2 separate regions of the Pan troglodytes genome follow, and region 2 is linked to region 1. Evidence: chromatin contacts called from public Hi-C data. All regions are on one chromosome and are shown on one strand. Each heading gives the region's core, a stretch centred on a gene start, on an enhancer-like site or on the middle of the called end of the contact. The rest is flanking DNA. Distances are from core to core; before and after follow the strand shown. Region 1 holds the start of APOBEC3C (apolipoprotein B mRNA editing enzyme catalytic subunit 3C). Region 2 has its middle 23 kb from the start of APOBEC3H.

Region 1 (4,237 bases), core at 1,618-4,117:
CAACCTCTGCCTCCCAGGTTCAAGCAATTCTCCTGCCTCAGCCTCCTGAGTAGCTGGGACTACAGGCATGCACCCCCACACCTGGCTAATCTTTGTATTTTTAGTAGAGACTGGGTTTCATCATGTTAGCCAGGCTTGTCTCGAACTCCCAACCTCATGATCAGCCTGCCTCAGCCTCCCAAAGTGCTGGGATTACAGGCATGAGCCACCACGCCGTGCCCGGCCCCTTCCTTCTTTATTTTATTGAGTCTTTCCCTGTCTCATAGACTCATGTGTGAATTCTGCCATCTTTTCTCCCAGGCATCCATTCACCAGGCATCCTCAGCCCCTGCTATGGCCTGGCTCTCTGGGGTCAGCTTTGTTCCCTGCCTGCCTTCTGCTGAGGAATCAGGGCAGTGGCGGGGGCGGCCCCACCAGCCCGCAGTCACTGGCCCAGACACAGCGCTGGACACAACACCCCCCGCTTCCCACAGCTGCTGATTCCTGAGGACTGCCGGACGCACAGCTCCATAACAAGATTTTGGGAAACAAAGTCAAGAGTGAGGGTGCTGGGCGCTAAACAAGGCCTTTTGGGAGGAAGCAAACCCCCTCCACGATCTGATCACAGGAGAGTCAGGGAGGAAGATCTGGGCCATGGACTTAAAAAATGTGGGGAGGGCCGGGCACAGTGGCTCATGCCTGTAATCCCAGCACTTTGGGAGGCTGAGGCGGGCGGATCATGAGGTCAGGAGATCGAGACCATCCTGGCTAACACCATGAAACCCCGTCTCTACTAAAAAAAAAAAAAAGAAAAGAAAAAAAAAAAGAAAAAATTAGCTGGGCATGGTGGCGGGCGCCTGTAGTCCCAGCTACTTGGGAGGCTGAGGCAGGAGAATGGCGTGAACCCGGGAGGCGGAGCTTACAGTGAGCTGAGATTGTGCCACTGCACTCCAGCCTGGGCGATAGAGCAAGACTCCATCTCAAAATAAATAAATAAATAAATAAATACATAATGTGGGGGGGAGGCCAGGGGCATGGTGTCTCACGCCTGTAATCCTAGCACTTTGGGACGCCAAGGCTGGTGGATCACTTGAGGTCAGGAGTTCGAAACCAGCCTGGCCAACATGGCGAAATCCTGTTTCTACTAAAAATACAAAAGAATTGGCTGGGCATGGTGGCAGGCGCCTGTAATCCCAGCTACTCGGGAGACTGAGGCAGGAGAATCACGTGAACCTGGAAAGCAGAGGTTGCCGTGAGCTGAAATCGGACCACTGCATTCCAGCCTGGGTGACAGAGCGAGACTCCATCTAAAAAAAAAAAAAAAAAAAAAAAATAGAAATGTGGCAGGAAAGTGTACACAGGAGAGCCCAGGCCGGGCACATCACTTATTGTTGCGTTTTCTGCATTCCCAGCTGCTTAGCTCCTATTTAGGGTGTAATTAGGACTTTGGTGCTACCTGGTTTCGGAAGACGCCCGTCTTCCAGGAGACAACTGAGCGGCGCTTTATACCTTCCACGGTGAAGCACAGCCAAGTTTCGTTCCGATCGTTGGCTTCCCATAGGTTTTTAAATTGGAAGTAGAATGTGCCTGGATACATTGCCTTCATCGGGTTTCTGAAGGCACAAGAGAGAAACCCCAATGCAGAGACCCCCGCACCGGAGTCCTCAGGGCTGATGCCCACTGAACACAACTGCCTGGACGGCCCTGGGCTCTGGGCCTCCCCCATCCCTCCACAGCCCTGAGAATGTCTGCTGCTTTCCCAGGCAGGAAGACGGGGAGAGAGAAAGAGGAGGGGACGCTGGCAGGGGCAGCAGGGCCGGGGTGACCTCTCCTAGCTGGAACCCCAGCTCTGGGGCTACCAATGGAACACCCTCAACCTCCCAGTTTTTCTGCTACTTTTTTTTTTTTTTTTTTTTAAAGACGGCATCTCGCTCTGTCCCCCAGGCTGGAGTTTGCAATCTCAGCTCACTGCAACCCCCACCCCTCGGATTCAAGGGATTCTCCTGCCTCAGCCTTCCAAGTAGCTGGGATTACAGACGCCCGCCAGCACCCCTGGCTAATTTTCTGTATTTTCAGTAGAGACGAGGTTTCACCATGTTAGTCAGGCTGGTCTCAAACTCCTGACCACAAGTGACCCGCCCGCCTCAGCCTCCCAAAGTGCTAGGATTACAGGCATAAGCCACCATGCCTGGCCTAAAATAAGAGCATTTCTCCTGATCATCATATTTTTTCCTACACTCCATGTTGCAGGTGTCATTCTAAAAGGTGAACGGTGCTCACGGAGGAGGAGCCTGTGTCTGGGGTCGTGTGCATCCTCCTCTGCTCACAGTGGAGGCATCTTTGGAAGAAGTGACTTATTTTCTGGTACAGAGACCATTCCCTCCCCCACACCCTCTCCTAAGACTTTGTATTGAAACGAAGTAAATCTTACAGAAATTGCACCAAAGCGCTGAGAACGAAATGCCTGATTGCTCAAATCATCCTTTGGTTCAATTCTCCCAGTTCCAGAGCTCCCAGGAATGGTGGGAAGCACACAGAGGAAGCACCCTCCCAGGGCGGGAAGCACCAGCCCGGGCATGATTTTCGGGGGAGAGTCTCAGCAGGCGGACTGGGCTGGGGCAAGTGGGGAAGGTGGCCCATTCAGAAGCAGCAGTCGGGGGACCACACAGCAGGGCAAGGAGCTTGGCTGGGAGTGGGGGCAGCGGGGGAACCAGGGGGGAGGGACCCCAGAGGTGGGGCTGGGGCAGGGGGAGGCCAGGGCTGAGGCCCAGCAGGACCGCCTGGCAGGAAGTGGCAGGAGGGGCCTGGCAGACAAAGCGGGCAGAGGTACCTGATCTGTGGATTCATGTTCAGCCTCTTAGATACGCTTGTCCCTGTCCCACTCTTTTCTGAAGCGCTGTGGCTTCTCTTCCTGCTTACAGCGTCCTTGCAGTTGAGCAGCCCTCTTTAAAGTGACCTCCCAGGGCCTTGTGAATCATGGCCCCTCCCCATTCCTGCTCAGGCACTGGTGTGGGAGGCCCCGGGGTGCTTCATGTTTCTCTGGCTCTGGCCCTCTTTCTGGTTTTCTCCGGGCCCCTCCTACTGGCAGAGGAACCTCCGATAAAGACAGGCTGCTCTGTCTTTATCTGTCCTGGGCAGGACCCAACGGAACTGCAAAAAGAAGAGAAAGAGAAAGAGAAAGGCATTGCAGCCTGAGCCTGGGAGGCGGGTCCAGACCCAGCTGAGAGAGGGGCAGGTGTCCCGTTGCCTGGTGGTTGGGCAGGCTGGAGCCCCCTCTCCACCACCCCCTCCCCAGCCCTAATGTGTGCCCAGATCTTTGAGCAGCACCACCCTGTTGAGTGAGGGGAGGTTTTGAGACCCCAGTGGGGAAGGAAGTGTGGACTCCGCACAGCACAAGCGAAGGCTTAGGTGTGCCTCGAGTTCCCAGCTGTGTGCTGAGTCCATCGCACGCATCCCCTCTTCCAACCTCCCAGCTTCCAGAAGGTGGGGGGCAGGTCAGCCCCTCAGAGATGTGGGCGGAGGATTACCTAGGTGCTGAGGCAAGAGACTGAAGGCACAAACTGTTTCAGTATAATAAAGAATATACTTACAATAAGAATAGTTATAATACAAATTAGATACAGAGATGATCATGGACATTATCAATCATTAGTGTAGACATTATTAATCATTAGCTTTTAATATTACTCTTTATGGTATTACTAATATAACCAAGAAATAACCGGTGGGTATAGGGTCAGGTGCTGAAGGGCTGTTGTGAGAAGTGACCAAGAATGCAAGAGGTGAGCCCTCTGTCACGCCCACATAAGGGCTACTGGAGGGCTCCTTGGTCAGGCGGTAACGCCAGTGCCTAGGAAGGCATCGTTACTTAGCGGACCACGAAAGGGAGTCTCCCTTTTCTTGGAGGAGTCAGGGAACGCTCAGCTCCACCAGCTTCTTGTGGGAGGCTGGATAGTATCCAGGCCTGCCTGCAGCCATCCGGAGGCCTAAACCCCTCCCTGTGGTGCTGTGCTTCAAGGGTCACGCTCCTTGTCCACTTTCCTCCTGTACTCCTGGTCCCTCTTTGAAGTTCTTAGAAGATAGCGGTAGAAGAAATAGTGAAAGTCTTAAAGTCTTTGATCTTTCTGATAGGTGCATAGAAGAAAACGCTGACGTATACTGCCTTCCCTCTCTGCTTCGGCTACCTATAAGGGAAGGGCCCCCTGTCCTATGATCACGTGACTTGCTCGACCTTATCAATCACTTGGACGACTCACCC
Region 2 (3,889 bases), core at 264-2,763, 110 kb before region 1:
ATGTGGGTTATAGCTATCAATATTTATCATATTAGAGGCCAGGTGCGGTGGCTCACGCCTGTAATCCCATCACTTTGGGAGGCCGAGGCACGTGGATCACCTGAGGTCAAGAGTTTGAGACCAGCCTGACCAACATGGTGAAACCCCATGTCTACTAAAAATACAAAAATTAGCCAGGCATGGTGGCAGGTGCCTGTAATCCCAGCTACTTGGGAGGCTGAGCCAGGAGATTCACTTGAACCCAGGAGGTGGAAGTTGCAGTGAGCCGAGATCCCGCCACTGCACTCCAGCCTAGGCGACAAGATCGAGACTCTCCCCCCAAAAAAAAAAAAAAAGTAATGGCTTCATTATTTTTTAATGAATTAGATATTTTTAAATTTCTCATATATATACATATATATACATATATACATACATATATACATATATACACATATATACATATATACATATATACATACATATACATATATATGTGTATATATATATGTTTGTTTATTTATTTATTTATTTTTGGAGACAGCCTTGCTCTGTTGCCCAGGCTGGAGTGCGGTGGTGCGATCTCGGCTGCAAACTCTGCCTCCTGGATTCAAGCCATTCTCTTGCCTCAGCCTCCCGAGTAGCTGGGAATACAGGTGCCCACCACCACACCCAGCTAATTTTTGTGTTTTTAGAAGAGATGGGGTTTCGCCATGTTGGCCAGGCTGGTCTCAAACTCCCGACCTCAGGTGATCCACCTGAGCCTCCCAAAGTGCTGGGATTACAGACGTGAGCCACCACACTGGGCCTGAAGCCATTACCTGTTAACATAAGTAACACATTTTATGAAAAATATATTTTCCAAAACAAAAAGATTCAGTGAGGAGAGCTGGCATTGCTTTACTCCCCGCCGTGTCCCCCCCACGCCCCGTTGCCTCTTTTTTGTTTGGCTTAATAGTTAGGTGGATTCTCATATCTCCTGCGTAAAAACCTGTTGCAGTATTGCATGGCATGCAGCCTCTGGAAAATTCCGCAGTTCGTTGTGAGAACATGAGAGTGGGAAGACAACATCTTAAACATGATGATGAGAACCGTGGACCTTACAGGCCCTGAAAAGGCTGGGGGCACACTTGGAAGCCACCGTCTTCTTCCCTGTAGCTCGCCTGGGCAGGTGGCCACAGCTAGCCATCTGAGGCCGGTCCGTGGCCCATTCCTGGAAGGCGTGGCTTCTGGCCGGTGCCCTGGGAGAGCTCATTGCCTGGAGATCCCCTGTCAGCGCCGCGCTTCACAGTCCCCCACGCTTCACCGCCCCCCTCCCCGCTTCACTGCCCTCCCCCCCCCTCCCCGACCCCCTCCGCACCCCCCCATCCCTGGCCGCTTCACTGTTCCGTCCAGATGCCTCCTGGAAAGAAAAGCCATACAGCACGAAGGAAAGCAGGCGCGGGAAAGTTCCTGTGAAGCTGGAGGGGAGGGGAGGGGGCAAGAGAGAAAAGCTGCAGAAGGAAAGAGGAAGGAATGCAGGCACGCGGGGAGAGGAGGGGACGGCGGTCGCTGGGGGCAGGGGAAGGCGGACGCCTCTTCCACTGTCCTGAGAGGGAGGAGGCACAGAGGAAGCAGGCCCCAAGGGCCGGGTGCCATGAGAGGGAGAGGGAGAGGGAGAGGAAGAGCAGCACCCCAAGAAGGTGGAGCAGGGGAGGGAGGCGGCCCGGCTGGCCTGGGGTGGGGCAGGTGCAGCCTTCCCGGCTCCCCAAATTGCCCAGCTGTCCTGAAAATAAATCCCATGGGAAAGCGGGGAAGAAGCTGCCCCACCCCCGGACCCCCAGGACCTCCCTGTCCTCCTCTTGACTGCACCTTTGGGCCCTGCCTTTTAGATGGAATCCGATGGCTCTGAGCCCCGCCTGCCCCTGCACCCCCTGCCTCCTGCCTCCTTGTGCTCCTCCGCTGGCCTCCTCCAGTGGCTTCGGTGCTTTCTCACCTCACTGGATCCGTTCTTATTAATTAATTAATTTATTTATTGAGGCAGAATATTACTCTGGTTGCCCCTGCTGGAGTGCAGTGGTACCATTTGCGCTCACTGCGGCCTTGAGCTCCTGGGCTCAGGTGATCCTCCCACCTCAGCCTCCCAAGTAGCTGGGACTACAGGTGCCCACCACCACGCTGGCTAGTTTTTTGTATTTTTGGTAGAGATGGGGATTCACCATGTTGCCCGGGCTGGTCTCAAACTCCTGAGCTCAAGCGATCTGCCCGCTTCAGCCTCCCAAAGTGCTGGGATTACAGGTGTGAGCCATCTCTCCTGGCCTCACCGGGTCCATTCTGACTTTGGGAGGGTGTGGTGGGATTTGGGTCCCTGCCCACCACAGACAGGGGGTGGGAATCTTTCAAGGAAGCCATGTGGCTGGGGGGATGCGGGGAGGTCTCCTCTGGAGAAGGAGGGCCAGGTTCCGGTTGATGGCCAGGCCAGGGCAGTCAGGCCAGCGGGAGTGCAGGCCATCGTCCCTGCCTTGCTGGAGGGAGAGCGCTTTGCCAGAGAGGAAGAGCCTATGCCTCTCACCTGTCCATTTGGGGGCTCACTTTTCCCCTGTCTGTCTGATCATCCAGCTGACACTGTGCATGTCCGGTTCACCTGGGGTTGTAAGGTGAACAAATGCATGGCCATCCTCAGAGGGCCTGCTTCTGTCTGGTTTTGGCCTCTGGCTTTGAGGCTTCAGTTACTTGCAGGCGATCTTAATTTTAAGTAATAATGGCCGGGCGCTGTGGCTCACGCCTGTTATCCCAGCACTTTGGGAGGCCGAGGTGGGCGGATCACGAGGTCAGGAGATCGAGACCAATCCTGGCTAACACGGTGAAACCCTGTCTCTACTAAAAATACAAAAAATTAGCCAGGCGTGGTGGCGGGTGCCTATAGTCCCAGCTACTCAGGAGGCTGAGGCAGGAGAATGGCGTGAACCCAGGAGGCCGAGCTTGCAGTGAGCCGAGATGGCTCCACTGCACTCCAGCCTGGGCGACAGAGTGAGACTCCGTCTCAAAAAAAAAAAAAAAAAAATTTTAAGTAATAAAACAGATTTTTTAATAGTTGCTTTATTCAAAATATTTTTGTGTATGGAGAGGAATACTCATTAACATTGGTACTTTATTGCTCGATTTATTCAAGTAATATAACTCTGAAAATCAATTTTCCTTAAGCATTTAAACATTATTAATTTGATTAATTATAAATCTAGTATTATAAATCTAGACTGATTCTTTTGAACACTCCAGACATCTTAACTAGCAGGCCAGACACACACAAATACAGTATTTCAGACTGATCAAGATGGCGGGATCTGAGCAATCTAATGATTGATTCTTTACAGAGTTGCACAAACCAAGGAGATTTAAACGGAGACCTTTCGTCGTCAGGCTGTGTCTCTTTAAATCATGATAACAATGTTTATTTCTGGCATCCGGGACTAAGTTTCTCTTTGTCATAGAGGTGCTAGTGGGGTACCTGTCAGAGTGGAGGAAAATGATGTGCAGCCACTAGAGGGCCCCTGAAATTTATTCTTTATATTTATTTATTTATTTTTAACTTTTACAAAATAGAGCTGCGGTCTCTCCATGTTGCTCAGGCTGGTCTCAAACTCCTGGCCTCAAGCGATCCTCCAACCTCTACCTCCCAAAGTGCTGGGATTACAGGCATGAGCCACTGTGCCCAGCCTAATATTGATTCTTCTTCTTAGTTATTATTATTTTTGGTGGCAGAGCAGAAAAGCATTTCTAAGTATATAAATACCTCTGACTTGACTTTTTACATCATCCTACCTAAATATGTTGTTGTTTTACTGACCACTAAGAATTTCTCTATATTACACACACACACACACACACACACACACACACAGACACACACTATCTCTCTCTCTCACTTAAA

Evidence for each region. A called contact is a pair of places that touch in the nucleus more often than the background predicts.
Region 2: a contact with region 1 is called in a Hi-C map of induced pluripotent stem cells, with 2.1 times the contacts expected there. The contact joins the enhancer-like site here to the promoter of APOBEC3C in region 1. A contact is called at or near these places in 3 of 7 Hi-C or Micro-C datasets (blood, induced pluripotent stem cells and stem cell-derived neural progenitor cells).

The regions. Positions count from the first base shown.
Region 1 is chr23:41,015,673-41,019,909 of NHGRI_mPanTro3-v2.0_pri, reverse strand. It overlaps APOBEC3C (apolipoprotein B mRNA editing enzyme catalytic subunit 3C), which reads right to left and starts at 2,867. Exons shown (of 4, transcript NM_001251910.2): 1 at 2,810-2,867; 2 at 1,436-1,592. The coding sequence starts at 2,826.
Region 2 is chr23:41,121,690-41,125,578 of NHGRI_mPanTro3-v2.0_pri, reverse strand. No RefSeq gene overlaps it. Among named protein-coding and RNA genes, the nearest start is that of APOBEC3H, 23 kb to the right of the region's middle. Within about 2 kb of position 1,513, at least 2 of the 24 cell types and tissues checked have an H3K27ac peak or open chromatin away from gene starts, as enhancers often do. A contact at or near this core is called in induced pluripotent stem cells, where this site is marked.